Linked DNA regions of Mus musculus: region 1 is linked to region 2. The links are chromatin contacts, called in public HiChIP or PLAC-seq maps. All regions are on one chromosome and are shown on one strand. Each heading gives the region's core, a stretch centred on a gene start, on an enhancer-like site or on the middle of the called end of the contact. The rest is flanking DNA. Distances are from core to core; before and after follow the strand shown. Region 1 overlaps Anks1b (ankyrin repeat and sterile alpha motif domain containing 1B). Region 2 holds the start of Uhrf1bp1l (UHRF1 (ICBP90) binding protein 1-like).

Region 1 (4,300 bases), core at 611-3,110, 970 kb before region 2:
AGAAGGCTGAGAGAGTGTAAAGCAAGCTTGACCTGTGTTTATTACCCAAGCAGGAGAACTTTATTACCCAAGCAGGACCCCTACAGAAATCCACTGGCAGGGTCAAAGGTGAGGGATAGCACCCCGAGGACCACACAGTTGCTAGGGCCTGCCTGCAGAGGGAGACGACACCAGTGTAGTGGTTTCTTACCTACAGCAAGGATGAGACACTAAGCAATGTGTGGAGAGTGTGTGTGGCTAAAATTAGTGCTGGCAGTCGTTCTTTATGAGGACACCACTGAGTTTACTTTGCAAAGCAACAGCAAGCGTTTGTTGGTTTCACCGTTCAGCTGTTTAACAACCCAGATGCTGGTCAATCCTCATAATGAAAAATATCTCAAATCTGAAATGCTCCAAAATTTAAAAAAATTTTTTGAGTGCTAACATGAAAAAGTCTACAGTTGACTTTGTATGAAAAAAAACAGTTTAAATGAACAAAATCATTTAACACATTGTATAAAATTACCTTAAATATATGTGTATAAGGTATATATTCATACATACACACGCACACGTGCACACACACACACACACACACACACACACACACACACACGTGAGTTTTGTGTTTAGATTTGGGTCCTATCTCCAACATTACCTTATTATGTATATTATTATGTATATGGATATAATGGTCCAAACGTTTTGAGAAAAAGATAGTCACCCTGTGCCTCTTAAGTTATCCAGGGGTAAAGAAAGTGAGATATAAGCCTTTCCCTTCTTCTATTTGAGCCTAAGAGTTTTGAGCACGATCTCCCCGTAGAGTCACTTTGAAGTACCAGAATCCCTGCAAGGACACGTATGTAGAAACGGCTGGGCACGTGAAATGGTTTAGCTCAGGGCAGAGAACTAGTAGGAACTCTTGGAGCTTTGTTCTGCACACTCCCCTCCCTGTGGTCTCCTGCACACTCAGCGCTTTCTTCAGACTCCTCCTCCTCCTCCTCCTCCTCCTCCTCCTCCTCCTCCTCCTCCATCTTCTAAATACGTTTTATTTTGTGTGTCTGTGTGTTTTGACTGTGTATGTATTTATGTACCATGCGCGTGCCTGGTGCCTGTGGAGGCCAGAAGAGGGCGCTGGATCTCCTGGAACTGGAGTTACCTACAGTTTGTGACCTGCGATGTGGGTTCTTGGTCCTTTGTCACAGCAGCAAGTAAGCACTGAGACAATTCTTCAGCTCCCTCCCTTACTCTTTGAGGCTGCTAGGAAGAGAGGTAAAAGACATTTTACATAAACATAACGCGGCTCTCTAGACGGCCATCCATCTCCTGTGGTCAAGGGTTGCGGAGTCCTTCCCCAGGCTCTATCTTTCCTGAAGGGGAAATCGGGCATGTGGAAAGTTGTGGGAAACTAGGCCGAACTTGAAATAAGTGAAGAGAACTGAAGGGCGCAGGAAAAAAAAAAATTCCATCAAAATTAAATTTCCTCCCCCATGCGATTCCGCCATTAGGTAATCAGCCCCCTTGGTTTTTAGAGGATTATATCACTCTTTTTTTTTTTTTTAATTTAAGAGTTGAGTCATCAACTATTCAAAAGAAATACTGAGTGAATTAAAACCAGACGTCTTTATGAGCTACTGCCTCAAAAGCAATAACGCTGCTGCACCATTTCAATTAGTACAGAGCTCACCCGGAACGTGTGTAGGATAAGGACGTGTCGTGTCGGAGGTAATGGCACGGAAGGGGCCAGAAACTTAGCAGGTAGGAGGCTCCCCGAGACTCTGCCTGTTGAGAACTGTGAGTGGGGCTCTGACCTGCCCTCGGATGTTCTGTCACACCAGGGGATGCAGGGGAGGGCGCTGAGGAGAAGTGAACTCCACAGCAAGGCTGCTGGAGGTTGGAGGATGGGCAAGCCGGCTCCACCTCTTCCTAACTCAGGAAGTAGGAGTAGTTTAACTCCTCTGTGTCCTAGTTTCTTCACACGCCAGCCCCTGCCCCAGAGGGCTGTTGTGAAGCTTAAGTGAGGCAGCACAAGGAAGGGTGAGAGCCTGTCTGTGGCAGCCACAGAGCCTAGTCAGTCTTGGTATGTTCTCTACTTCACAGAGAGACGTCTGCTGGGTAAAACGTGAGAGCCAGGGTATTCTGAATATCTGTGCTCCAGGATGTTGTATACAAAAGACCTGTGCTCCTAGATACTGTGTGTAAAATGCAAAATCATTTAAGCATCCTGTCCTTATGAAATGGGTCTTCTCACCCTTAGTTTTCCGGTTGAGAATATTGAGCATCTGAAAGGTATCCCATGATGCTTTTTACGAGGTTGTCTTTAGAAGGGATTGTGTATCTTGTAGAACCTTGTCTATGTAGGTGTGGGCAGGATCTGTGGCTATGAGATGATCCTCACTCTTGTGATGGGGCCATGAGACAAAGGCGGAAAGGCTTGCATATATAATAAGTAAAGGTCTCTAGTCAGTTGATTTACTTAATCAGCTTGGGTGATTCATTTAAGTGGACAAGAGTGTTCATTTAGGGAGGCTACTCTGTGGGACTTGATGAGAAAATGTAGTAATTTAGATAGAAAGGAACGGATAGGGTTGCCGGCTCAGTCCTAGAATCACATGGAAACTTAGTTCTGACAGTGCTGCTGGAGTTGGGAAGCAGAGCATGACCTGGGGGTGGGGGGGAATGGGGGGGGCTCAGCCACAAGCTCGACCTTGGGTGGAAAAGCTACCTCAATGGGGCCCTCAGTTGTGTTCTAACTCCCCTGAGAACTAACCCATGGGAACTGGGAAGCAAAGTCATGTGGCTTTAAGCTGCTAAATTTGTAGTAACTTGTTATACAGAAATTAAACCTGAGACACCCACCTAAAGAGTTGGGCTCTGAATTGTTACAGAGGTGTTGCATAAGGGAAAGATGAACGTGTGTGAGGTGGAAGAGCTGACATTTTCACATGGACAGTCAGGTGTGACTGAAATAATCTCAGTGCAGCTTTCCTGGAGTCTATCACTGGATTAATGCAAGAGGGCTAGGATTAGGGGGTGTAACAACGGATTCTAGGCTGCCCAAATTTATCTCCTGAAAAGTGCAGAAAAGTAAGAATTGTCACTTCGAGAAATAGTGGGAGAAAACTAAAGTAACGCTTTTAGAAAGTGTTATCAAACTGAAATATTTGCTGAGAGTGTCAGGAAATGTACTGATGTCTGTTGTTTTACAGCCCCTGCTTTCTCATTGTGAGCACCACCATCGTCTTCTGCCTGTGTGGGAAAATATACACCAACATGTTTCCCATTCGAGCTATCTGAAGCTGAGTAGTTCTGCGGTGCTGAGAATATCCACATAGTTACACAGCTGTCAACATGTGTGTGTGTGTGTGTGTGTGTGTGTGTGGGGGCTGAATGACCCTGTAACTGGGGTCGCCTAAGACCATCAGAAAGCACAGATATTTACATTACTATCTGTAACAGTGGCAAGATTATAGTTAAAATGTAGCAACACAAGTAATGTTATGGTTGGGCATCACCACAACATGAGGGACTGTCTCAAAGGCTCATGGCATTGAGAACCTCTGAGGTAGAACTTTCTCATCTTCTTGAATGCTTCTCATCAACTTCCTATCCAGCCCTTGGCAGCTGCCATTTCACTTTTTGTCTTTATAAATTTGACAATTAATTACTTCATAGAAGTTAAATTGTGCAATATTTGTCTTTTTGCAACCAACTCCTCTTTATTAACATAAAAGCTTTTTTGTCTATTATTAATTAGACCTGGTTAGAAGCCTGAGACATTGACAGATGTTTAGCTAATTAAGTCACGCGGCAGTTGACAAACCTCTGCTCAAATATAAGTCATTTATTTAAATGAGACAGGATATTCAGAATTAAAAACCCGATAAAGATGATGCAATAAACCTTAACTCTAGTTTTCTGTAATGTTTTCCCCACAGTCAGTGGTTAAAATGTATTTATTAGCGATTTTAAATTAATTTATGTTAAATCTATTGTTTTTCATCTAAAGATGAAATGATCCTCATTATTTTTTGTATTTAGCACGCGGATTAAAATGTATACTAAAATAGTCTATAACTATCCTACAGGCATATCACAGAAAAATTTACCGGGAGGTTTAACAGATTTATAACAACCTGATTTTTTTCATCTGAATTTGGAAGACTGGAAAAACCAAGAAGTAAAACCTAAGAGTGCATCCTCAGTGAATAGTGAGCGTCAGGCCCACTCTGCTAGCTGCGGCCACTAACTTGGTGTGGCTCACAGCTATCTGACAGTTCCAGCTGAAAGACTGCCTCAGTCAGATTACCCAGTGAGCATT
Region 2 (4,064 bases), core at 226-2,725:
GGTGAGGCAGGATGACACTGAACTTGAGGGTAGCCTGAGATTTATTTTCAGGACAGCCTGAGCTACTTAACCTGTTTAAATACACACACACACACACACACACACACACTCACTCTCTCTCTCTCTCTCTAATTAGTGATACTAAGAACCAAACACACGGTCACAAACTTTGCTATAGTTTGATACTTTATGTATACATACTGTGTGTATTAAATTTTATTCAATATAAAGATATAATGTCAGGAAAATATCTGCTGAATCATAGTATTGTTTTGTTCAATATGTTCTCAACTGTAATATATATATATGTATTACACACACACACACACATATCCAGAAAATGAAGACATGTTTACTATACAAGTCTATCATTAAACCTGAGAACGTTCCTTTAATCAGTTAAAAGCATTCATTAACTTACAAATAACAGAGGAGAGAAAGAGATCCTAACCAAGAGCTTTTAATTCTCTGTCACCAACTTGGAACAGGGTCCTACATTTAGCCTGTTTCTTGAGACAAATATGGAGAAGCCAAGAGCAGTAACAAACTGCCAGTTTACTGAGTCATGTTTCTGACTAAAACTGTGTTATGAAATGGAAAGAGTGACACGTCTGGGGTTTAAACACCAGGGACGTTAACTCCCTGAACTCAAGGGTCGCGGAACAAAATCGGAAAACTCTGCAGCAAGAACGAACGCGATGCGGGACTGAAAACGACTTCCACGGAGAACTGGCCGAAGCGGAGAAGTCCTGCTTAATTTCCCCTAAAACAAATCCGAACTGTGCAAACAAGCACACCCTCCCGTGCAGCGGAGCGGGGACGCCAGGTAGGGGGCACCGAGAACAATCCCAAGGTTAACGTTTCACTGGCACACACACACCCCAGTCCTCGGCTAACGGAGCCGCTCGGCTCCGAGCCCCGGGAGCTTCCGAGCCGGACCGGGTCCCAGCCCAACCCCATCCACCCAGCACCTGAGTGACGCCGGGGACGTCACCAGCCTCGGCGCAGGAGCGGCCCCCGGCGGAGGAGGAGACCCCGGCCCGCCGAGCCCCGCCGCCCTCCGCGTGACTCCGGAGGCCGGTCGGGGGCGCCAGCGGCACCGGCAGAGCCCGAACCTGCGACCTGGACCCGAGAACCGGCGGCCAGCGGACGGGACCGGCCCCGAGCGCTCGCTGACCTGGAGAGGTGCTTCAGGATCTGTTTCTTGATGATCCCAGCCATGGTGCCCGCCGGGCTGGAGCGCCGCTCTCTTGTCGCTCCTCACAGCCTCCTCACTTCGCGGCAGTCTTCTTTCGGTCCCGCCTCACCGGCCCGGAGGAGAAGCGCCGGAGAGATCACTCTCAGAAGAGACTCGAGGGCCTGGCCGAGGCCACAGCCGCCGCAGCCGCCGCCGAGAGCCCGAAGCATGACGCTCAGGCCGCCGCGGCCGCCGCCAGCGCCATCTTGGCTGCAGCATCACCTAAGAGACCGGGGGCGGGGAGAGGAGTCGGGGGGGCGGAGCGAGCTCGAGGTGGGCGGGACCTGTGGGAGTTCCGGGAATCTTCAGCCCTGCCTACTTCGGACTCCCACTAGGTCCTCCGCTGCCCTTTCCTAGTTGGTACTTGGGCTTTCATCTTTTCTTCATCCCTTTCATCTTGTCTGTGCCTCTCTCGCTGACATCCTAGTCTTGCTTCTTCATTTCCTCCGAACTCAACTTTCTGCTCTACAAGTAGCTCTGTTTATGTTATTCTTTTGGCCATTTCAGCTTTTTAATCTCAGTTTCTTTTACCAAGATCCTTCCCTTAGACTAACGGCTGTAATTTAATGTTTCCATTCGTTGGTCTAACCTTAAAGGAAGTAAAATTGACAGCATGTCATATTTAACCGAATATACCTAAAGACCTAGAAGTTAGAAAGTCTAGAGCCAGTGAGATGGCTCTCAGCCAGCAAGAGTACTTGTCAAGCAAGCTTGATGATCTGAACTTGATGACCAAACCACCATGAAGGAAAGAACTGCCCTTGAAAGTTATCCTCTGGACACACACACACATAGACACACTTAGTAGAAATTTTGAAATGGAATGCCCAAAATGAAGTCCTGGTTCTAATATTTTCTAGCTATGTTAACTTGGAAAGATTGTTTTCAGCTTTAGTTTCACTTCATGTATGAATGTGACTTTGGTCACACAAGGGGACGTCAGAGAACAGCCCTGGGTGTAGTGCCTCACTTTCTTCTATCTCTTCCTCAACAGCTACTTGTGTACTCCAGGTTACCTGGTTCCTAGGATCCTCTTGTTGGTCTCTTGTTGCCTCTCCCATATTGCCTAAAGAGTGCTGGGATTACAGACTTCTGGCTTCATGTGAATTCTGGAGACTCAAGTTCAAGTCCTGATGATTGAATGGCAAGTGTATTGTCTGCTAAGCCAGCTCTCTCAGCCGTTAACCTCACTTTTAATCATCTTTAAAATATAGTGTCTGCCCTTAGGGATGGTTTGGTAGGGGCCCTAGTAGGTACTGTTGGTGTGTCTGGGCCATATTGTCTGGCCACCTGTTGTAGAAGCAGGTTTTGAAAAAGATATAAATCACTAAAATATTTCATAAACAGGTGGGAGAGAGAGACAGTGTAGCCATTTGAGGTGGGAAGAAGCAGCATTAGAGTTCACAATGCTTGAAGCATGCCAGGGTAACAAGAATCTGCTAACACAAATACTGTGCAAGGATGAAAGCAATCTGAGCTGTTTGAAGGGAACCAAGCTGGGTGTAGTGACACATGGGTCTGTAATGTCAGCCCTTCGGGGACAGAGGCAGGAGGAGTGCTACAAGTCTGAGGTCACCATGATCTACTTAGCAACACCTTCTCTTGAAAAAATAAAAAAATAAAAATAACTACAAAGCCAAGATTTTATTACTTGGACATAGGATCCATAACAACTCATAAAAATGCCTGTCTTGGGACTGACTCCTACTTGGAAGCTGGCATGACAGTGATGGGTTGTACTTCAGAGCCTTACTAGACTAGCGAAGGCCGCCTGCAGCCAGCCAGGTCTTGTCCCTAGCTGGGTGACTCATTCCCAGTCTCTGCCCAGAACCCTGCTCCTCTCCGTCTCTGAGCTTCAGTAAGATAACATCCCTTGTCCCCAGTCTCTGATTCAGTAAGATAACATCCCTTATCCCCCGGCCCAACCCTTTTCTTCAGTTGACCTGAAGTTTCTTCTCTTAGAAATGATTAGGTGGAAATCAGCTGTATTTGCAGAGGAATAAATGTTAAAAGTAACATTTGATTGACAAACCAAACATAGGGTGTGGGGAGGGGCAAAGAAAGGCTAGCCAAACCTCCTGCTTCGCCCTGATTATGAACTATTAGGACAAACAAACATAGAGCAACAGAACACAAGGAAGTTCTTGAGGCTCGGACAGCCTCTGAGCACAGTACAGACTGGATAGTCTAGTGTACTTCAAACTGCCAACACCCACAGACACCTTTCTTCTGCCCTGGACTTCCTACAGAGTCATAATAACTCTAATACAGCAGCTCCCTGCCTTCATCATTTTAGCATAGGGGCTGGAGAGATGGCTCAGTGGTTAAGAGCACTGGCTCTTCTTCTACAGGAAGTGGGTTCAAATCCCAGCATCCACATGGTGACTCATACCTGTTTGTAACTCCAAGATCTGACACCCTCACACAGACATACATGCAGGCAAAACACCAATACACATTGTCTTAGTTAGGGTTTTACTGCTGTGAACAGACACCATGACCAAGGCAAGTCTTATAAAACACAACATTTAATTGGGGCTGGCTTACAGGTTCAGAGGTTCAATCCATTATCATCAAGGTGGGAGCATGGCAGCATCCAGGCTGTCATGGCACAGGCAGAGCTGAGAGTTCTATCTCTTCATCCAAAGTCTGCTAGTCTTCCCAGGCAACTAGGGTGAGGGTCTTAAGCCCACACCCACAGTGATACACCCATTCCAACAAGGCCACACCTCCAAATGGTGCTACTCCCTAGTCCAAGAATATACAAACCATGACACACATAAAAGTAAATTTTTAAAAATTTTAGTTTATATGTACTCATAGTACA

The links. HiChIP or PLAC-seq counts read pairs in DNA pulled down with a chosen protein or histone mark.
Region 1: an H3K27ac HiChIP or PLAC-seq map of epiblast stem cells shows a contact between it and region 2, with 5 times the contacts expected there. The contact joins the enhancer-like site here to the promoter of Uhrf1bp1l in region 2. A contact is called at or near these places in 8 of 39 promoter capture datasets (the 3T3-L1 cell line, cranial neural crest, embryonic stem cells and 3 more) and 3 of 115 datasets of contacts at active chromatin or transcription factors (astrocytes, epiblast stem cells and forebrain).

Annotation. Positions count from the first base shown.
Region 1 is chr10:90,715,696-90,719,995 of GRCm38.p6, reverse strand. All of the region lies in intron 17 of Anks1b (ankyrin repeat and sterile alpha motif domain containing 1B), which reads right to left. Among named protein-coding and RNA genes, the nearest start is that of Apaf1, 360 kb to the left of the region's middle. Within about 2 kb of position 1,860, at least 22 of the 459 cell types and tissues checked have an H3K27ac peak or open chromatin away from gene starts, as enhancers often do. A contact at or near this core is called in epiblast stem cells, where this site is marked.
Region 2 is chr10:89,742,402-89,746,465 of GRCm38.p6, reverse strand. Uhrf1bp1l (UHRF1 (ICBP90) binding protein 1-like) reads right to left here and starts at 1,475. Exons shown (of 21, transcript NM_029166.2): 1 at 1,178-1,475. The coding sequence starts at 1,221.